Linked DNA regions of Mus musculus: regions 1, 3, 4 and 5 are each linked to region 2. A link is a contact called in public Hi-C, HiChIP or PLAC-seq and promoter capture Hi-C data. All regions are on one chromosome and are shown on one strand. The core of a region is the stretch at or near the end of the contact, and the rest is flanking DNA. Distances in the headings are between cores, read along the strand shown. Region 1 has its middle 25 kb from the start of Psap. Region 2 holds the start of Cdh23 (cadherin 23 (otocadherin)). Region 3 overlaps Chst3 (carbohydrate sulfotransferase 3). Region 4 overlaps Cdh23 (cadherin 23 (otocadherin)). Region 5 has its middle 25 kb from the start of Pcbd1.

The links. Promoter capture Hi-C pulls out the DNA fragments that hold promoters and counts their contacts. A called contact is a pair of places that touch in the nucleus more often than the background predicts. HiChIP or PLAC-seq counts read pairs in DNA pulled down with a chosen protein or histone mark.
Region 1: a contact with region 2 is called in a promoter capture Hi-C map of hippocampal neurons, with 5 times the contacts expected there. The contact joins the enhancer-like site here to the promoter of Cdh23 in region 2. A contact is called at or near these places in 2 of 39 promoter capture datasets (the 3T3-L1 cell line and hippocampal neurons), 3 of 484 Hi-C or Micro-C datasets (neural progenitor cells, pro-B cells and uterus), 4 of 115 datasets of contacts at active chromatin or transcription factors (bone marrow-derived dendritic cells, bone marrow-derived macrophages, embryonic hindbrain and 1 more) and 2 of 9 other capture datasets (adipose tissue and liver).
Region 3: a contact with region 2 is called in a promoter capture Hi-C map of pre-B cells, with 3 times the contacts expected there. The contact joins the enhancer-like site here to the promoter of Cdh23 in region 2. A contact is called at or near these places in 3 of 39 promoter capture datasets (hippocampal neurons, liver and pre-B cells), 1 of 484 Hi-C or Micro-C datasets (CD4 T cells) and 3 of 9 other capture datasets (adipose tissue, liver and pancreatic islet).
Region 4: an H3K4me3 HiChIP or PLAC-seq map of bone marrow-derived macrophages shows a contact between it and region 2, with 3 times the contacts expected there. The contact joins the enhancer-like site here to the promoter of Cdh23 in region 2. A contact is called at or near these places in 3 of 39 promoter capture datasets (cranial neural crest, hippocampal neurons and trophoblast stem cells), 1 of 484 Hi-C or Micro-C datasets (bone marrow-derived macrophages), 9 of 115 datasets of contacts at active chromatin or transcription factors (bone marrow-derived macrophages, craniofacial prominence, embryonic midbrain and 5 more) and 2 of 9 other capture datasets (adipose tissue and pancreatic islet).
Region 5: a Hi-C map of differentiating embryonic stem cells shows a contact between it and region 2, with 2.6 times the contacts expected there. The contact joins the enhancer-like site here to the promoter of Cdh23 in region 2. A contact is called at or near these places in 8 of 39 promoter capture datasets (the 3T3-L1 cell line, the C10 cell line, embryonic stem cells and 4 more), 1 of 15 datasets of contacts at CTCF or cohesin (embryonic stem cells), 5 of 484 Hi-C or Micro-C datasets (differentiating embryonic stem cells, embryonic fibroblasts, embryonic stem cells and 1 more), 3 of 115 datasets of contacts at active chromatin or transcription factors (embryonic forebrain, embryonic stem cells and stem cell-derived neural progenitor cells) and 3 of 9 other capture datasets (adipose tissue, embryonic stem cells and macrophages).

Annotation. Positions count from the first base shown.
Region 1 is chr10:60,250,241-60,254,577 of GRCm38.p6, reverse strand. No RefSeq gene overlaps it. Among named protein-coding and RNA genes, the nearest start is that of Psap, 25 kb to the left of the region's middle. Within about 2 kb of position 2,232, at least 78 of the 459 cell types and tissues checked have an H3K27ac peak or open chromatin away from gene starts, as enhancers often do. A contact at or near this core is called in adipose tissue, bone marrow-derived dendritic cells, bone marrow-derived macrophages and 1 more, where this site is marked.
Region 2 is chr10:60,694,663-60,698,521 of GRCm38.p6, reverse strand. It overlaps Cdh23 (cadherin 23 (otocadherin)), which reads left to right and starts at 2,032. Exons shown (of 71, transcript NM_023370.3): 1 at 2,032-2,222.
Region 3 is chr10:60,192,064-60,196,259 of GRCm38.p6, reverse strand. It overlaps Chst3 (carbohydrate sulfotransferase 3), which reads left to right. Exons shown (of 4, transcript NM_016803.3): 2 at 2,015-2,167. Among named protein-coding and RNA genes, the nearest start is that of Chst3, 25 kb to the left of the region's middle. Within about 2 kb of position 2,234, at least 160 of the 459 cell types and tissues checked have an H3K27ac peak or open chromatin away from gene starts, as enhancers often do. A contact at or near this core is called in pre-B cells, where this site is marked.
Region 4 is chr10:60,369,740-60,374,044 of GRCm38.p6, reverse strand. The region is part of intron 39 of Cdh23 (cadherin 23 (otocadherin)); the gene reads left to right. Vsir (V-set immunoregulatory receptor) reads right to left here. Exons shown (of 7, transcript NM_028732.4): 7 at 1,361-4,305. Among named protein-coding and RNA genes, the nearest start is that of Vsir, 25 kb to the right of the region's middle. Within about 2 kb of position 2,219, at least 103 of the 459 cell types and tissues checked have an H3K27ac peak or open chromatin away from gene starts, as enhancers often do. A contact at or near this core is called in adipose tissue, bone marrow-derived macrophages, memory CD8 T cells and 2 more, where this site is marked.
Region 5 is chr10:61,062,335-61,066,267 of GRCm38.p6, reverse strand. No RefSeq gene overlaps it. Among named protein-coding and RNA genes, the nearest start is that of Pcbd1, 25 kb to the left of the region's middle. Within about 2 kb of position 1,462, at least 40 of the 459 cell types and tissues checked have an H3K27ac peak or open chromatin away from gene starts, as enhancers often do. A contact at or near this core is called in differentiating embryonic stem cells, embryonic stem cells and stem cell-derived epiblast-like cells, where this site is marked.

The sequences.
Region 1 (4,337 bases), core at 983-3,482, 440 kb after region 2:
TCTGGTGGCCATTTTTTTAAAAAGATGCATTTATTTTAGTTTCTGTGAACCACTCTTCTGCCCGAGAGTATGTTGTGGACCACTGTGTATAGTGCCTGAAGTCTCAGAGGTCGGAGGAGGGCATCAGATCCCCTGCAAGTAGAGTTATAGAGGGTTGATGGGGTGGCCAATAATTTTTTAATTAATTAATTAAATCCCAAACTCTGCCCTTTCCCTCCCTCCTCAACTCTCTCAGCCCCCGCAACCCCCACCCCCACCCCCTCACAGAGTCCTTCCCCCTATCTCCCCCCTTCTCCTCTGAGAGGACAGGCCTCCGTCAGGGATCCTCTCTATGCTGGCACATCAAGTCTGCAGGGTTGGGTGCATCCTCTTCCACCAAGGATTCCAGATGGGTGTGATCTGTGCCTGAGATCTCAGCACTAAAGAAAGCTGAGGAAGAAGGCTTACCACAAGTGTCAGGCCAGCCTGGGCTACAGAATAAGGAGTCTCAGTCTCAATAAATAATAAATAGGTCTGGGCAGTGGTGATATACATGCCTTTAATCCCAGCACTCCAGAGGCAGAGGTAGGTGGGTCTCTGTGAGCTCAGACAAGACAGCCCGGTTGGGCCACAGTTAGGCTACAGCTTTAGAGACGAGCCTCAGCCCCAGTTGTAGGAGGACCCACACGAAGACTGAGCTGCACGTATGCTACCCATGTGCCAGGGGCCTTGGTCCAGCCCGTGTATGCTCTTCAGCTGGTGGCTCTGTCTCTGAGACTCCCAGGGGTCCGGGTCAGTTGACTCTGCTGTTCTTCCTGTGGGGTTCCCATCCCCTTCAGCTCCTTCGATCCTCCCCCCAACTCTTACATTGTGGTCCCTGACCTCTGACCCATGTTTGGCTGTGGGTGTCTGCTTCTGTTTCCAACAGTCCACAGATTACAACAGCAATATGCTGTAATCTATGGAGAGTAATTGTGGGAGGGAGAGAAGCAGGGAGAAAGAAAAAGAAAGGATGAAGAGGAGGGGAAACGTAAAAAGGCCTCTATCTGAAAGCAACTTATATTTGCAGCCTTAATAAGGCTGAATATTTAAAGCTTACTGTTGGCTACAGCATCTTGCTGTGTGGACCAGGCTAACCCGGAAGTCTCCATCCTCACTTTGGTGCTGATGGCCGGGATTACAACAGTGAAGCATTAAGCTTTGTTTGAAAAAAAAAATCTGTTTCTGTTGTAACAGGGATCGCAGGTATGTGAAGGGTGCGGTTTAGCTAATCACTGTAAGTAAGGTGGGTTCCCTAGGTTCCAAGAATTCCAGATGGGTGTGATCTGTGCCTGTGACCTCAGCACTAAAGAAAGCTGAGGAAGAAGGCTTTTACTACAAGTTTCAGGCCAGCCTGGGCTACAGAATGAGGGAGTCTCAGTAAATAATAAATAGGTCTGGGCAGTGGTGATATACATGCCTTTAATCCCAGCATTCCAGAGGCAGAGGTAGGTGGGTCTCTGTGAGCTCAGGGCCTGCTTTGGCTACCTAGAGAAGCTGTGGCCAGCCACAGCCACCCAAAACCCTATCTCAAAACCCAATCAGTCAATCAGTCAACCAACTGATTGGTTAAATCAGTCTTTGGTCTGCTGCTTCCTGGATCCTCGCCCAACAAAAAGCTGAGCCACCTCCTGACCTCTGTTCCCCCACACAGGGCATTTTTGGAGGTTAAGCTGGGGAGAGCAGCCCAGGATGCTTAGGGAAGCGACACCAACAGTTTCTGGCCACCACCTCCTCCCCTGCCCCCAACATTGCACAAGACTCCTTGAGCCTGTAGCCCTGAGCAATATCCATCCTCTTTCGAAATTACTACTGTGTGCAAAGCCAGTCACCTGCACTACAGCTTTCCTGAGAAAAGGGATCAGAAACCTTACCCATGGGACAGGCAGGGGTGATGGGTTCCCCTAGCCGGAGCAGGAGCACCCTCATTGCCCTAGGCCTGAGTGGGGCCATACTTGTGCACAGTTGGCACATGCACACACACACACAAACACACACACACACACATACACACACACACACACACACACACACACACACACACACACACACACACACACACAGTAGTGCTCTAGGGATAGGTGTGCCTGCCCTGCTAACCAGCAGCAGCTGGAGCTCTGGGTCGGTCGCTATTATTCAGATCATTCACACACTATGAGGTCACACACACCCTGCCTGTCCTCAGGGCGATCTTTCTAGGGCCCAAGAAGCCATTTGCAGCAAGAGGCCATCTGCCGAGGGGCCATCTCTCTCCAGTATGTTCTGGCCTGCCTGGGCCAGTGTGGTCCAGTTTACAACTTTGGAAGGAGCCCCCTCCCTCTCTCTGCCTTCAGTCTCCTCTTCAGTGAAGTTCAGATGAGGCAAAATAGAACAGACAATGAAGGGCAGTCCGGAAGTTAGAGAAGCCCCTCCCCTGAAGAGGACAAGTCCAGGACAGGCTCTGTGGTGCCTACCAGGGTTGAGGCACCTTATAGGCCTGGAGACCTGGGTTTGACTCCCGGGACCTCCTCCACAAATCTGTGCCTCCCCTCAACCCTTCCACTATTTTTTTTTTAATTTTAATTTTTGTTTTTATTTTTAGTTTATTTCATGTGTATGAGTGTTCTGCTTGTGTGTATGTCTGTGTGCCACTTGCATGCCCAGTGCATTCAGAGACCAGAAGGGGGCATCAGATCCTTGGAGCTAGCTGCCGTGTGGGTGCCGAGTATCAAACCCAGGTCCTCAGGAAGAGCAACCAGTGCTCTTAACCACGGAGCCAGCTCTCCAGCCCCCTAATTTTTTTTTTTTTTTATTAAAATTAAAGAAAGCCTGGGGCTAGAGAGATGGCTCTGTGGTTATTCACAAACACTGTCTGCATTTCCAGAGGTTCTGAGTTCAGTCCCCAGCACCCACATGGTGGCTCACAACCATCCTTAATGAAATTGGATGCCCTCTGTGTCTCTGAAAACAGCTACAGTGTACTTACATATAATAAATAAATCTTTTTAAAAAAATTCCCTTGAGGGGGCTAGTGAGATGGCTCAGTGGGTAAGAGCACCCGACTGCTCTTCCGAAGGTCCAGAGTTCAAATCCCAGCAACCACATGGTGGCTCACAACCATCTGTAACGAGATCTGACGCCCTCTTCTGGTGTGTCTGAAGACAGCTACAGTGTACTTACATGTAATAAATAAATCTTTTTTTAAAAAAATTCCCTTGAATGGGGAGACAGGGAGACCAGGATGGTGGGGTCTTCCTCCCTACCTGGAGAGAGGGTCTCAATCGGTCTGTCTGTTCCTCCTTGCCCCGTGGAGACCAGGTCTAACCTGTACTTTCGATATAGAGCAAGCTGGCTTTGAGATCACAAGAACCCACTTGCCTCTCCCTCCTAGGTGCTGGGATTATAGGGGTACACCTCCACCTCTGGCTAAGATGGGATCCCTTGTTGAACCTGGAACCCACAGCTCTTTTCAGCTAGATAGGTAGGCATCCTGTATCTGCCTGCCCCAGCTCTGGGGTCCCAGGTTGGAAACAGCCTGGCTTTCTATGTGTTCAGAGGCCAGCCTGGTCTACTGAGGTGGGGTTCAGGAAAGCCAGATCTACAAGGAAAGACCCTGACTCAAAACAAAACAAAACAAAACAACAAAACAAAAACAAATCAATCCAAGTCCCCAAGATGGCTCCGCAGGTGACGTCAGTGGCCACACAAGCCTGGCAAACCGAGTCCTGTGGACCAGAGAACACGAGGCTGTCATCTGATCTCTGCACACGTGCTGTGGAATCGTCTTAGTTGGCATTGTTATTGCTTTGGTGAAACACCGTGAGCAAAAGCAAACTAGGGAGGAAAGGTTACGGCTCAGTCTTCCACATCACTGCTCATCACCGAAGGAAGCCAGCGCAGGAACTCAAGCAGGGCAGGAACCTGGAGGCAGGAGCTGACTCAGAGGCCTCGGAGGGGTGCTGTTTACTGGCTTGCTCCCCATGGCTTGCTCAGCCTGCTTTCTGATAGAACCCAAGATCACCAGCCCGGGGGTAGCACCACCCACAAGTGCCTATGCTCTTCCCCATTAATCACGAGTTAAGAAAATGCCTACAGGCTCACCAGATCTTAGAGAGACATTTTCTTAGCTGGGGTTTCTCCCTCACAGATGACTTCGGCTTGTGTCAAGTCAACATAAAAGTGGCCAGCATAGAAACGTTCCCCACCCCACTCCCATACTAATAAACATCAATTCGTTAACAAATTTAAAAGAGTGTGGCCAGGCGTGGTGGCCCACTCCTTTGATCCCAGCACTTGGGAAGCAGACGCAGGCAGATTTCTGAGTTCGAGGCCAGTCCGGT
Region 2 (3,859 bases), core at 783-3,282:
AGTGTTGGAAAGGAGGAGAGACATCCATTGCCTCCCTCCCGATAGTCTCGGCAGCTAGCCCTGCCTTCCTGTCCCCGGTGCACCAGTAAGGACAGATATTAGGTACAAGAGGACACTTAGTCTAGATGGGGAGGTATTGATTTCTGTTTGTTTTTTTGAATAGGATCTTATGTAGCCCAGGCTGGCTTCAAACTCACTACTTAGCCAAGGCTATCCTTGATCTGGTGACACTTCTGCCTTCACTCTCCAGGCATTACAGGTGCGTGACAGCATTTCAGGTTTATGCGGTGCTGAGGATAGACCCTGGGGCTTTGTATGTGCTATGCAAGCGCTGCACCCCCAGGCCACCATTGATGGAGGACATTTGGGAGCTTTTTCTTACATCCAAGGAAGAGACCATGGGTCACACCCACATTTCACAAATGATGAAACTGACCCTCACGCAGAGAAACACAACACCTATAAAGCCCGAAGCCGGGGCTGTCCCCATGCTGGTTTGCATGTCTCTGTCAGGGAGGAGAGGGGAACCCCTGCCTCAGCTGACCCTCTAATGCTCCGGGGAGTTTGCAGTTGCTGCTTCCTCTCTCTGGGCCTGGGGTGAGCTGGGGCGCAGGGCACCTGTTTCTAGTTCCCCAGAAGTTTAATTGGGGTGGTTATCATCATCTTCTGTGGTTGTAGACTGCAGATCTGAGGAGATCTGCGCTTACTGTGTCCACAAGGCATCAGTATGAGGTGAGAGGAGAGGGTAGGAGGGGTAGGAGCCCTCCCCTAGACACTTCGTGGGCCTCAGTGAGAGTACTGTCCTACCCACCAGGGCTCTTGGCTGGTACGGAGTCCACAGCCAGAGTATGGGCTGTAGGGATTATCTGGAACATTCACAGGGCACTCCCAGGAGCCAAGCTCTTCTTTGGTTGATGGAAGAGAGTAAATAACTGGGTCATCAACCCATTTTCCAGATGAGCAACCGAGGCACACAGAGGTTAATTAACCTTAATTGTTATGGTTTCAGTTTAAAGCCAGACTTATCTGTCCTCTCTTCTACCCAGTATAACCAGAGGAGGAGTTGAGGCTCAGATAAAGGCAGCAACTTGCCCAGCGTCACACAGCTGAGCCACCTCAGTTCCTAAGCCTTAGGTGATTTTCAGTTCATATTTAGAGACAGGGCTAGGGACACAGGCCCAGTGAGTCTGGAATCAGGCAACCTGGTGGTTTGGGAAGAGAGTGAGGGACAGGTGGCACTGGGGACACCAGCAGGGTGTGGTTTTGGTCCACATTTCTGTGGGGTTCTTGCCCGCTCTCCACCCAGCCTGGAGGGGGGTGCTGTGCTGAGATCCGCCTCTAGGTGGTGCTCTGCACTGCAGATCTGGACTCCCCTGGGGACTGGGAGCCTTTGTGCCCTGGGTAACCCTCATCAGGTGGCAGTATCTTCTAAGTTTCCCGGATGCCTCTGGACAGCAGCTTCCCCGCTTTCTTCCAAAGCTACTTGGCTTTGTCAGAAAAAGGGCTGGCGGGATCTGGGGAGATTCCTTAGGGTGATTTGGGATCACATGTTACTTCTTGGTTGGTCCTTGGCCATGGCCAGCTTATACAATTAAGTTTTTTTTTTCCCCCCAGAGTTGGGGATTGAGCCCAGAGCCTAACAGCAAGCTGCAACCTCGACCCTTTTTGTTGTTTTGAGGTGAGACTTGCTAAGGTGCCTGGGGTTACTTGATGGTCTTCTTGCCCCAGACTCTTGAGTGGCTGAGATTACAAGCCTGTAGCCCCAGGCTCTTGGTCCGCAGCCCTTTCCTCGCCTGCAGAGTGCGGGTGTTTTATTTCTAGAACATTAGGAGAGTTTGATGGGATGTCCTTGTCCAAGGCAGGTACCTCCAGCCAGGAGTGGTCAGGACGATCCCCATGGACAGTGGCGGGCTCTTATGGCATGTCTGCCTGGATGCTGGCTCTTCCTGTCTATGTTTCCTCATAATGGTGGTCCATGTGTCCTCACTCATCCATCACGCCCAGCCTCTCCTGCTCATCCTCATGGACCTCACACTGGCTCACAGAGGAGAGTTGGTGAGGGATGACTATGAGCCTCACTACCTAGCCTCAGACTCCTACCAACCACTTCCCAGTACCTGTAGTACATTTCCTCATGCCCCATAGTGCCTGAGATGCACCTGCCCGTGGTGCTTAGCCTCCTGGGGGCTGGTTGGGAGACATGCCGGAGCAGCTGTGGCCAGGTAAGTGGGGGACAGAAGAGGTGTGTGCACCCAACATTCTAAGTAAACCAGCTGGGAGCCTGTGAATGCCTTCCCTCGACCTCCGCCATCCCTCGCTTGCTTCTGTGTGTCTATAGGTTTATGGCTCCAAAATGAAGACACCCTAGGTCTTTATCCTTGGGAGCTGTCCCGTGACCACTGGACCCCCATGGGAGTAAAAAGCTAACATCTGGGGCTACAGAAGCCTCCACTTCATTTATCTTACCTACAGTCCAGTTAATAGCCACTGGGCCTCAATGATCTCATCAGCGAAATGGGGACAGTACTATAAGCCACAGCATCATAGAGCTGTGGAGAGCTTGAGTGAGCTTGTTGATGCAACCCTCTTAAACTTCTTTGAGAAGATTCTGAGAGTATGAGATGATTTGAGACCTCCCTAAGCAGGAAAGACACCGCCCCCCCCAACCTTCCACTCCATGATTCTTGATGATGAGGAGGCTTGGGTGAGTGTGTGACCTGCTTAGGGTCCTTCAGACAGATTGTGGCAGAGTCAGACTGAATTCTGTTCTCTGAGCCACATCTAGAGCTCCGTAGCACGCTTCCTGTTCTTTACAACCTGGCTAAAATGGAAGTGGCTCTTCTCTCAGGTGGTGTGATGCAGTATGGCCCAGAGGAGGCCCAGATGTCTGCTCCAGGGTGTACTTTTTTGTTTCTGTTTTTGTTTGTGTTTTTGTGTTTTGTGTTTGCTGCACTGGGGGTTCAAACCCAGACCTTTCCATGCTCAATGATAAAGATTTATCTTTCTTTATCTTTATCAGCTCTTTTAAATTTTACTTTGAGACGACATCTTGATAAATTATCAAGGCTAGCCTTGAACTCATTGGCAGCCCAAGCTAACTTTTGGATCGTGATCCTCCTGCCTCAGCTTCTTAAATAGCTGGGATTACAGGTGTGTGCTACTATACTCAGCCCGCTCTTCTTTTATAAAGGGCAATTGGTTTCTGTGTGTAGTTAGCGGGAGACTCTGAGCCTACAAGAGCAGGCCTTGCCCAGTGTCCCTCAGTCCCCATGGGCTCTGCCTTCTCCCTGACCTGTTGTTCATTCTTTGGCCAGCTCCATACCTGAGACCAGGAAAGCCATATGGGACCTGGCAGATCGATGTTTTATCCTAGCTGTCCTCTACTAGAACACATGCAGATGTAACGAGGGGACAGGTTCACTGTGTGACAATAGAGACAAAGCTACAAAACAAAAGCAAGTTCTAGAATGATGTGTATAGTATGACTGTATGTATTAGCAGCCATTCCTTAACATTTCAGCACATGCTCATGTGTATGTGTGTGTGAGTATGAGTGTGTAAGTGTGTGTGTGTGTGTGTGTGTATGAGTATGTGAGTGTGTGTTATATGAGTGTGTGAGTATATGAGTATGTATGTATAAGTGTGGGTGAGTGCATATGAGTGTGTATGTGAGTGTGTATGAGTGTGTATAAGTGTGTGAGTGTATATGAGTGCGAATGTGTGTATGAGTATGCAAGTATATGTGTATGAGTGCATATGAGTGTGTGTATGAGTGCGAGTGTATGAGAGTGTATTTGAGTGTGTGAGTATATATGAGTGTGTGTGAGTGTATATGAGTGTGTGTATGAGTGTATAAGTG
Region 3 (4,196 bases), core at 985-3,484, 500 kb after region 2:
CCATCTGAGAAGGACCAGGGGTCCTCCCGGGCTCCTGTGTTTTTCTTATCCTTTTGCCCATAGGAGTTTATAGTAAAACACAAAATAGTGTGACCTAAAGCTCAGCACCTGGGGGGCATGCGCAGAAGAGATGGCTCAGTAGTTAAGCACCGGCTGTTCTTGAGAGGATGTGGGTTCAGTCTTATTACCCACACAGCAACTCCAGTCCAGGGAATCAGACACTCTCTTCCTACCTCCGCAGCTATCAGGCATGTACCCAGTGCACATACATACACATGGAAGCAAAGTGTGCAAGCAAAACATTCATACACATAAATGAAATAAAATAGATACATCTTTTAGTACGAGTAACCACCACTTCAAATGGCCAGTTTCCTGGCATTAAATACAGTCACCGCCGTCTGTCTTCAGAATCGCTTTTATCTTTCCAGGCTAATGCTCTGTACATAGACGCGTGATCCTCCTGTCTCAGCCTCTTGGGTAGCAAATACTACAAATGTCACTACTGCACCTTGCAACTGTTTCCTTTGTTTGGTTAGGTTTTTTTTCTTAGTTTGTTTTTTTTTTAATAAAGTCTTCGGTGTCCCAGGACAGCATCAAATTCACTGCGTAGCCTGAGGACAGTCTTAAGCCTTTCGTCCTCTTACCGGCCTTCTCCTTCTGAGCATTACAATAGCAGGTGTGTGCTATGATGCCCAGTCATACAGGGTGCTCTGGGTGGAACCAGGGCTTCATGCCTGTCAGACAAGCACTACCCACTGAGCTACACTTCCAACCCAATCTCTGCATTTCTCTTAGCACTCCTAGGATCCCAGGCAGGCATGTGGTTGTCCAAATACTCGCTCCACAGAAAGGTATGTGAACTGTCACAGCGTTTCTGTAGCTGCCTCAGCGTTTTTTGAGCCCCGTGGGTGGGGGTGGGGTCAGTTCCCTCTAGTGGGACATTTCATTGCTTTGCCTGGCCAGTGTCCAGGTCAGTTTTGAATGGAGCAGATTGTTCTCCAGGCTGCCTGCTCTGTGTGGCTGAAGGCAGCCAGGACACCAGTCACCATATGGTGCTGGCTAGCTAATCAGAGGCTAACTAGGGTACTAGGCCTAGTGGGGCCTGGCAGGGGACTTGCATTTCAAGTAACTGTCCACTGGAGGTAGATAAAGAGTGCTCCCCATGTCTGTGTGCAGGCATGAAAGGCTGAGAGGTGCCTTGGGCTGGTTTTGCCAGGGTTATCCTATAGCTCCATCAGGGTAGCTCTCAGCTCCATAGTCCACCACGGCTTGGGCCCATATTCCTTATAAGTACATGCGACCGTTTGCCTTGGACTGCTTCTGTGTTGGCTGTAGCTGGACACACACAAGAAGTTGTAGATGGGCTCATTCATTTTGTTTGTCGTGTGTATGCACGTACATGTGTGTGTGTGTGCATGTGTACATGTGTGTGCATGTGCGTGAGTGTGCACGTGAATGTGCGCGTGTGTGTGCGTGCCTGTGTGTGTGTGTGTGTGTGTGTGTGTGTGTCGGGGCACGTACTTGGCCTCCTGGTCATCTTGCCTTTACTTCCCAAGTTCTGGAATTACAGGCATGATGCACTGTGCCTCGGGAAATGTGTTTATTTTAGAGAAGAAAGCTGGAGCCCCAGGATGCTAGGTTGCTGAGGTGCTGGGATGTCGGTTTACCGCACGCACGGAATGCTGGATGCTGGGATGCTTCAGTACCGTGATAATGACCGGTAATAGCCAGACCTGCCCTGTTCCTCTTCTCCTTTCACTTTGCTGTCAGCATCCTCTGAGCATAAGCTGTCCTGTCAGAACTCCATGATAATGGGGTAGAGTGGGGAGGGGTGTGCCCCTCCCCCGGCCATCTCTAGACGCTTCCATGTGAAATAGGGTCTAGCCTGAACAGGTCAGGGCATGGACAAACCCAACTTAACAGAAACAAAGAACTTCAGTGTTTCTTTTTCTCATCCTGATTGAAAGAAGTGGCAGAGTCTCAGCCAACACCCCTCCCCTCTACTCTCTAGGGATTCAGGAACCCCGGCTCCCTGCTTCCTACTGGGTGACACAGAGGGATCAGCCCTCTGGCCTCACAACTTTCCCACAGCAGCCAGATCTTCCCTCTGCCTGTGGAGCCCCGTGGAGCCGCGTTTTTTCTACTTGGAAAGCTGTATATACAGGTATGTAACAGCTGAGGCTGTTTCCTGCTATGCTCTGGGTCCCAGCGAGAGGGGAGTGGAGGCTTGGTGCCTGATGCAATGCCTGGCAAGGCCCCGCCCCTTATCGGAGCTTCCCTCCCGTCCTTGCAGGGACCCCTCCAGAAGGACGGAGGCGGGGCTGGACTGCAATCCCTCAGGGGCCTCAGTGGAAGAGCCCAGCTGGAGGCTATCCAAACGTGAAACCAATTCTCCAGTGAGGCAGTTTGCCAAGTCAGGGGGAGAGGCCTGTGCTGAGGAAAGACCCCTGGGCAGGGAGGAGGGAAGGGGAGCTGGTGCCCTGCTTGGCAAGGCTCATCCACCTCGGCTTCCTCCCTCCCTCTCTGAACCACCAGTTGCCTGGGGGCTTTCCCACGCCTCCCCCTCCTGAGCACACAGCTGTTAGGAGCTTGAGCTGAAAGTCCCCAAGAATTGAGAATTCATTTTGCCCGTAGTCCATCTATCCCGCATCCTAGCCCACGCCCACTGCAGGTGCCCAGGGCGTCTCTCCCTGATGGCTCACTCATGCACCAGTGAATATTCTCCTCTCCCCTGACACTGCCTAGCAACCTAGAATGCCTAAGCATCTTGCTCTGGGTTAGGTATTCTGGGAAGGGCATCCATCCATCCATCCATCCATCCATCTATCTGTCCGTCTGTCCATCCGTTCATACATCCTTTATTCAAGGTCACCACTTCAGCAACATCCACTAGGTTAAAACTGGGATGTTGATTGCACCCCAGAAAAATCGTTTCAGAATAGGTCTGTGTGGAACAGAACTAGGCTTATTATGAGAGAAACCACGGGAGCACACACGGGAGTCTAAGCAAGGACAGTCAGAGAGAGAGAGACTAGGTTCAGTGTCTTATCAGAAACATATGATTTCATGACTTTATGCTATAGTATCCAAAGGATGTAATTTTCTTTTCCTTCCTTCCTTCCTTCCTTCCTCTCTTCTTCTTCTTCTTCTTCTTCTTCTTCTTCTTCTTCTTCTTCTTCTTCTTCTTCTTCTCTCTCTCTCTCTCTCTCTCTCTCTCTCTCTCTCTCTCTCTCTCTCTTTTTCTTTCTTTCTTGGCTTTTTGAAACAGGGTTTCTCTGTGTAGTCCTGACTATTCTGGCATTAGCTCAGTAGATCAGGCTGACCATGAACTCAGAGATCCACCTGTTTCTCTGCTTCCTGAATGCTGGGATTAAAAATATGTGCCACCATGCCTGGCTTTTTTTTTTTAAGATTTACTTATTTATTTGTTTGTTTGTTTATTTAATGTGAGTACACTGTTGCTCTCTTCAGACACACCAAAAGAGGTTATCAGACCCCATTACAGATGGTTGTGAGCTACCATGTGGTTGCTGAGAATTGAACTCAGGACTGCTGGAAGAACAGTCAGTGCTCTTAACTATAGAGCCATCTCTCCAGTCTGCTTGGCTTTTTTTTTTTTAATTTTAAACAATTTTAATTTGTTTAATGAAATGAATTGTAAGGTGTTCTGTGGTGGTCAGGAGTGTGGATAAGTTACAAAGGTCTACAGCCGTGTTCTTTAGCAAGCATGGCTCATTTGTTGTTTATAACACCTTTGAGATATCTTAGAAAAATGGGTCTTGCCCCTGGAGCAATCTGTACTGATTTTATCAGTTGGGTGAATGAAGAACCTAAATTAGATCGCGTGGGGGAGGGGCCTTTTCCACTTCTCACATCCCCTTGACTTTCCTGTCTCTCTATCCAGTCTCACCTGTTACACAAAATCATTGACCCAGTGGAAAAGAACGTTTGCATCCAGGAAAATAAGCATATGAAAAAGAGAAAGTGATGGAGGGGCTCAGGGAAGGACTTGGAGCTCTGGATGCTAAGTCAGCACAGGAGGAATAGGGATTTTTTTGGCTTCTCTGGGCTCTATTGAAAGAAGAAGAATGGTCTTGGGCACATGTTAAATAGAACGAACTCCAGTGCTGAGACCAGAAAGGATGCGCCCCCGGGTGGGGAATAGTGGGAAGGGCTGGGGTCAGATGGTGCCC
Region 4 (4,305 bases), core at 970-3,469, 320 kb after region 2:
CTTGGCAGGAGATTTAGGAGAGAGGGTGGCCTCTTTGACATATGAATGACAGCCAGCAGCAGGAAATACCATCCCACAGTCCCAGATAACCCTGACTTCCCTGGTTACAGGGGAGAAAATCTGTACGCACCCAGTTCCCAGGCCCTGGCAGTGGCTCTAAGGTGGGCTGTGAGCTGGGAACACCGCCCTAGCAGTTCATCACATTCTGTAAAGTGAGCCTCTGCAGCCAGGACCCTAGCTTCCCAGGCTCTGCCCACTCCCCACCCCACCCCTACCCTAACCATTTCCATGTGTTCACATCAGGCAGGCTTATCTGTCCCGGGCCAGCAAGAGTAACCACGCTGACCTTTCTAATTACTTGTGTTTTTAATCAAATATGCTGCAGGAGAACAGGATGGGCAGTCGTTCAAGCAGCACCTGCAAGTCAGCTTGCTTGTTGGGAGACACTCTGCCACTTCCCAGATGTTGACACACAACTGGCTGGGCTTCTAGGGTTCACGGTCAGAGCAAGGTCTCTGTTCCCTTACCTTTTCCCGGATGCAAACAGGTACAGTGCAGGGACTCTGTGTCTACCAAAAATCCCCAGGCAGGAAAGGGGCATAGTAGGGGTGTAGAAGAAGCCCCCACACTAGCTGTGAGAAGGCCAGAGAAGACAGAGCATAAATAAGAATATATTCCTGGTATGGCTTGAATGTAATAGTAAACTTGTGGGGTCAAGTTCATCTCTCAGCAGCCCAGCATGTACAAGTTGAAGGTGATAGCAGGTTAATGGACAAGAAGGCTGTTTGGTTCAATGACAGGAAAGGAGCTAGGCCTGAGAGGCAAGAGAACCAACATTAGTCCCACCAGCCACAAAACATGTGCCTTTCAGAACCACCATTTCCTTCTGCATTAAACAGGGATGGTAAAGACTCTTGCTTGGGGGTGGAGGAGGCTCAGCAGATACAGTGCTTGGCACGCACACATGAGGAACCAGAGTTCAGATTCCCAGCACCCACAGGCCGCGTGTAGTCTATAACCCCAGCAGTTCGGGGTAGGGTGGGACAGGTACAGGCAGGTCCCCAGAGCTCGGTGCTTAGCTCCAGATTCACTGAAGGGTCTGCCGAAAAGAAAGTGGAACACTAACGAGTCAGCTCAGCTCTACTTACAGAGGATCCACATGGCAGCTCACAACTATCTATTCCCTAACTCCATTCCCAAGTGATCCATTGCCCTCCCGGCCTCCACCGGTGCCTAGCATACATGTGATGCTCTTAGAGACATGCAGGGCAACAAAACAAAACAAAACAAACAAAAAAACAAAACAAACAAAAAACATGCACATAAAATTTTAAAATAAATGCTAAAAATACACAATGGTGGAGTTGGAAAAATAGCTCAAGTAGTTAAGAGCTGACTTTTAATTTGTTGCTCTTGCAGAAGACCCAGGTTTGATTCCCAGTGCTCACACTGTAGCTCATAGCCACCTGTAACTCCAGTTCCAAGCGTTCCAGCAGGCATGTACGTGACACCTATGCATGTATTCAGGCAAAACATTCATATAGTAAATAAATCGTAAAAAAAAAAAAAACATACATTGCAAAGGAATGGAGGAAGACACCCAGTGATTTCTGACTTCCATATGCACACACAAAAACATATATACACGCAAACATCATATATATACACACAGAAAGGCTTTCAAGACTGATATGGAGACAGATGTCAAATAAACAAGAACACACGTGGAAATCTTTTGGGAAGCATATTTTAACCAAAATGATTAAGACATGGCATTCATACTGCCACTTCCCTTCCTGAGTCCAAGGCAGGCATTACTAATCAATCTCAGAACTTTCTTATCAACTGTATCCTTAGCAGAATTCCTCTCACCATATTTTCCAGGAAGCCACACCCAACAGATCAGAACCCAGTGAAATGTTTATCCCCTGGCAATAATGCCATTATAGAGATCTTCACTGGCCCAGACAAAGCTAGATCCCCAGAGTGGAATCCTGAGGTCCTGGTTCAAGCCAGTTACCCAAGGACTCTGTCAGCTATCTGCTCCCCAGGCTGGCATTAATCCTCACCCTCCCAGGACTCCCAGGACTCGCACTCATGGTGGAGAAGGAAAGTGCCAGGGTAAAGCAGCAAGCATGCAGAACATGAGCCAGATGAGCCGTATTCTCTGTGATCTGGGACTGGCACTCAGCTGGGCTGTCTGTGTTTCAAGAGACTTTTGCACTGCCCTCCCTTCCCCCCATCCTGCCTGGCACCCTCCTCCCCCAGTTCCTCTTTTGCCTATTTTAGTTCCCTGAGAAATTTTTAGTTCAGCTCCCACCATGGCAGGTTCAGCGCTGGCATGGACACTGCTCTAGCTCACACCCAGGAAAGCCTTTTCCAGGAGGGAGCATCCTAACAGTGCCCAGGTTAGGAAAGACAAAGGGCCCTCAGCAGCCCGTAGCCTAGCCGCCTCCTCCAAGTCCTCCGGGGAGCAGTTCTCAAAGAAGGAGCTAGCCCCTTCCAGGCCTCTCAGCCCCTTCTCCGCCTCTTCCTGGCAGAAGTAGGGTAGCCCCGGGGTTGCTCTTTTGAGAAGTTGGTCCAAGGCACACTACAATACTTCAGCAGGGTCAGCTCGGTCCACAACAGCTACCAGTGGCCCTTTGGCTTGTCAAGAAGCCCCTGCTTTATCAGACACCTTTCCTCCTGGTTTCTCCCATCCCAGGCCCAGGGAGAGCTTCATCGGAGATAGGTAGAGACCCTCCAGAGATAGATAAAGCACCCGCTCCAAATTTCTGATGGATTCCGTAAGGATCAATTACCTCCTCAAAATACAGACTTCGCTCTCTAGGCTTTTGCTGGTACCAGGAACCCAATATGGCCCTTGAGGCTACAGGGCTCCTCCCTCCTCTTGGGGAACTCAGTTCCCCACTGTGTCTCATTGCCACCCCATCTTTTGCCCCAAGGGCTAGCACCTCAGGGCACCTCCATTTTCCACCCTAAGATCCTGCAGCTGTCTCTACAGCAGCAGCAAGGTGGTAGCACCCAAGTTCATGGATGTAGACAGAACCCGGACCACACAAAACTTCACCCAAAACAGGAAACCACCAAGCTGACATGCCTTTGCTTGCAGGGTCCCAAGAAGAAGAGACTTAGAGCCCTACAGGAGGAAGCTGGGCAGGAAGCGAGTGGTTCTTCTGCTGGGGGCCTCCTCTCCTTTCCACGGAGCTGCAGCCATGCAGGGGTCCCCACAGGCAAATTCTTAGAAGTCATCTGAGTGGTGAGGTCTGAAGCTTAGGGCTGGAGACAGGTCAGGCTCCCCCAGGGGACAGGCTATACTCATCGTTCAGCTGGTCTGTGGGTTCTAGTCTTTGACTGGCCTCACAGCCCTGCCACTGAACAGCTGGCAGTTCGCCAGGCCATTATCCCCAAAGCCAAACAGAACAACACATTCTGTCTATAGTAACTGCATAGATCTAGAGCAATGGATGGTGCAGAAGAGTGGACCCTGAGGATAAAACAGGGGTCATGGCTTTGATGCCCTGGCCACCCCGACACTCCTATGATGATGATACAAAGCCTCTAAGGATCCCCAAGCCCCAGGTATAACTGGCATCCCACATCTTGGACCTCATCAGACAACTTGTCTGGGTCCCCAGCAGATAGCTTATTGCTGCTTCCCGGCCTGAAACTCTCTCTTCTCTCCCCACCCATCTGTCCTCAGGGAATGAATGGGGTTCTCCCTGGCTGCAGGCCCAGAACAGGAGCTTTCCTACCCATGCCCAGTTCAGCCCAGCCAGTGGAAGCTGCAAGAAGACATATGGTACCACTGGGCTGCTGCTCTCCCAGACTTAGAGCTACTTTCCCTCTAGAGACTGGAGAGTGATCTGCCCAGCCGTATCCCTCCTCACTCTCAAACATCAGCTGCCCATCCCTACCTCACAAGAACTACCCTTTCTTTTCATGCTTTAAAATCCTTTCTGAAGACTCCCCCTGTGTGCCCAGGTCATGCCAAACCCTGGAGATGAGAGCCAAGAGTAGTATCGGACCAGGGGCAAGCTCTTCTGTGTGCCTGAAGGTCACCCTGAGGTGAGGCTCAGAAGAAGAGTGGTCAGAAGCGGAGTGATCCCTAGGCCCTCACTGAAACTCCCATCCCTATCCCCATACCGGGCCCTGCACCTCCAGGGCCTTAAAGCCAGTGCCTCCAGTCCACTCAGCTGTTGGCAGCCATTGCCACATACTGTTTTTAATAGCATCTCTTTCACACTTAGAAATGGTCCAGCATCACTAGGACATTGTGGAGGTCGGTCACCTTTGCCACTGCTC
Region 5 (3,933 bases), core at 213-2,712, 370 kb before region 2:
GGGCCATCTTGGAATGTCTCAAAGCTCTGAACACATCAGGAGTGATCTCAGGTACCCTGAGAGCCTCTAGACATGGCCGTTCACTCACTAAGTGGGGTCCTTCCCCTGCTGGCTGCAGCTGTTCATGTTGCCAGTTTGGGTGTGGCCAGTCAGACACAGTCAAATAACCCAGAGCCCTTTTTCTGGTACCTCTGATACTCCTCTTTGATGGCTGTGGTGGAGAGTTCCAGAGCTGGGGAAATGAGGACCATGATGTGTCTTCCTGGTGGCTGTCTCCCCACAGGGGACCATTTGTAGAGTCATCGCAGGAAACAGAGGCTAGGTCAACAGGGACAGCTATGCCCACGGCCCACCCTGCAGTCTTCTGGGCTGAATATCTACTGGCCCCGGGGCTCCTTCCAGCTTTGCAGTGGCCAGGGAGTCTGTAGGAAGGAGCTCAGGGCCGAAGGGACGCCAGATGGAGGACCAGTCCAGTTCAGCAAAGCAGAAGGCGAAAACAGGTCCCAGCTGGGGGTTCTTTCCAGCTGGACCTAGGATATGCTGAGACAGATCTGTGTCCCGCTGAATAAGTTCTGATTAACTGCACTGCCTTTGAACCTGGCAGAAGCGGAGGTGCTGGGGTGCATCAGGTAGGGACTGAGTTAATAAAAATATCTGAGTTTGTTTCGGTGCAGCTCATTGGGTGGACCAGTAGCCACAGTCAAGTGGGGGGTGGGGGGTTGGCCTGCAGACTTCTCTTCAAGAGACACTCCCTAGGACTGGCTGGCAGCCTGCCCTGCAAATGGTAGCCCCTCCCCCTCACAGGGAAGGGCACCCCGCCTCTCTTCGTTCTGTCTAGTCAGTGACAGAGCTGGGGAATCCTATGGCCAGGCCATATTTGGTGCTCCTAGTGCGTCTTGAGATGTCCTCATGGCTAGGCTTGATGAAGCTTGTCCCAGTTCATGCTATTGTGGTGTCAGAGCACCATAGTCTGCGGGTTCCTACCTCCTACGGCTCCCCTTCTCCCCTGCACCCTTTGTGGGAATATCCCCAGGGACTCTGTCTTGTATGACACAAGGGGCTCTTGCAGTACCCACCGTCCCGGCAGGAATACATAGCCTGGAAAAAAAACAGCCTGCGCAGCCCCACAAAGTCTATCCTTTGTGGGATTCTGGGCACAGGGGTCGGAGGGCATAAGATCCTGTTTTATTTAGCCTTTGGCTTTGCTGAGCTGGACTGGTCCTCCATCTGGCGGCCCTGCGGCCCTGAGCTCCTTCCTACAGCCCCCATGACCTCTGTGGGCTTTGAAGAGTGTCAGGGCACAGAACGTGTGGAGATATTCTGGCTCCACTTCCCTATATTCATAGAGAATCACAGAGAAGTTGAGTTAGCCATCTTTCCTGCAGCCGCATAGTAGCTTTGAGGAAGGCTGGCCAGGGGCGTGGTCTATACAGGGGCGTGGCCTCTCCTGGGTTCACGTCCCCTCATAGGTCAGAGCTCCCAGGGCCAGGCATCCAGTTATCCAGCCCAAAGCGCCAGGTCTTCTCCCAATTATTGTGAAGCCTCTCCAGGCTGGGCCCTCTGCTCGCTTACCCCCTTGTCCCCCAGAGGCAGCTGACCCTCTTTTCAGTGCACAGGGCCTCCTGTGGAACTAGAGGTCTCAGGCACTCATTTAAGCTGAGGTTCAGATACAGGAATCGCTTCCCTAGGCCCATAGCAGGCTAACATTATCGCAGAGTCACAGACCTCTTTATACCCTAAGGCAGCCATTGGGTCCTGGTGATAAATCCCAGCAGGCTTTCTGAGGCCAGAGCTAAGATCTAGAACCACGAGGGAGACAATATCTGTGAAGGGTTATCTTGATTAGGTTAATTGAGGGACTAAGGCCCACTCCAAATGTGAGCAGTTGTAGGGTTAAGGGGTCCTGCATCCTCTCGGCCGGCCACAAGCTCCGGTCCCTAAGGGAGGTGGAACATGGGAACTTGTACTGCACTTACCACGCCAGTGCCGGGCTATGGGAAGCCATGGGACACCGCTCCAGGGGTGGGGGAGCACAGTCTGAGGTCCCGGGGACAGCTGGAGCTGGCTCAGGGGTCCTTAGGACTGCAAGCAGGCTGGGGCATCTGGTTCTCAGGCTCTTGGGCACCCAGGCGCTGCTGGATGCCAAGGAAGAGCTGAGAACTGAGTGGGAGCCTGCAGGCTGGATCTAGCCTGGGGCCGAAGCGGGAAGGGGGATACTCCAGCTGGATCCTGTGGGGATAGAGCCCTTGGTTTGTTGGTGGGTGGCTGGCTTGGCTTGGTGGTCGCGGCTGAGAGCATAGAGAGGCCTTGTACCAGAGATTAGACTCGGATCTATAGTTGAAGGGCTTCTCTATGGCTCTCCACGGCGGATCCCAGTGAAAAGAGACAGTTCATGGTTTATTGTCATGGCAGAAAGTGGATGAGTAAAACTGTACCCCATTTCTCAGGGGCGGGCCTGAGGTTAAATACCTTTTGCAGAGAGGAGCGTCTGGGAAGGAAAGCTTAATTGGCTTCAGGCCTTTAGGTACCTCATTAAAATGAAGATCTGTCTTGAGGCTACGTCCTGTGGCGGGGCTTGGGGCATGGCCCTTATATGACTGAAGGACACAAATCTATGGAAAGCTGAGGCCTCATGCCAGGAGCCTAGTGTTCAGGAACCAGGTAAAACGCCTGCTGTTCCTCAGGGTCACCGGGGTTTCCAGCCTGTGTTCCACCAGAAACCAGGCTGCCTTTCACAGTCCTACAAGCCATCATCCTATGGGCTACTCATAAAAAGAAGAAAGCTGAACCCTGCCCTCCCCCCCACCCCCACCCCGCCCCGCCCCCAGCATTTGTCTCTCTTCTTCCGGACTTCAGTCACATTGTGTCCAGCTGCATCCAGCTCTTGCTGCCTCCCTGATAGGTCGGGACCTTCAGACCTTAAGAAAGTTCACAAAAACCTTTTCCTCCTTTAAAGTGAATTTTATTTTATTTTTTAATTAATTAATTAATTAATTAATTAATTTTTTGGTCCGATGTTCTGCCTTAGTCCTGGGAAATGTAACTGTGATGGTTTGTATATCCTTGGACCAGGGAGTGGCACCATCTGAAGGTGTGGCCTTGTTGGAATAGGTGTGACCTGGTTGGAATGGGTGTGTCACTGTGGGTGTGGGTATAAGATCCTCACCCTAGTTGCCTGGAAGTCAGTCTTCCATTAGCAGCCTTTGAATGAAGACATAGAACTCTCAGCTCCTCCTGCGCCATGCCTGCCTGGATACTGCCATGCTCTCACCTTGATGATAATGGACTGAACCTCTGAACCTGTAAGCCAGCCCCAATTAAATGTTGTTTTTTATAAGACTTGCCTTGGTCATGGTGTCTGCTCACAGCAGTAAAAACCCAACTAAGACAGTAACTAATACAGACAGGCTCTGGAGGGAGGGAGGCATAGGTACAAAGAGACCAGGGGCTTGTGACAAGGGGCTTGCGGTGACTTCCTCGATAAGGCTCGCAGGGAGGGGGCCCAGCGTCCTGCACCGGGAATTTGTAGAGAGGGAGAGATGAACTATCTGACTCCCCCTGCCTGGGGTAGCCCCCGAGAAAGGCTGAAATCTGACTTGGTCATTTTGAACTTGGTCCCTCCTGAACAGTGATGGGAACACATCTTCCCGGAAGCCACTCCTCTGCTGAAGCTCTGAGGTAGCAATGATCCGAGATAGCAATGATTCTCGGGGGGGGGGGGTGCGGGGGGGTGAGCTGTCAGAAACGGTTGCTGCTTCCTGGGCACCTGCTCCAAGGCTCAGAGATCCCATGGCTCCCTGCTAGATTTTAACAAAGGCTGCATATTTTCTGGCCACCTGGGAGCTAGATGGTCAGGGCCAGTACAGGAAGCCACAGGAGCCCAGGCTCAACCCACTAAGCTGGGGATAGCCAACTTGGAGTTTTGGTCACAAC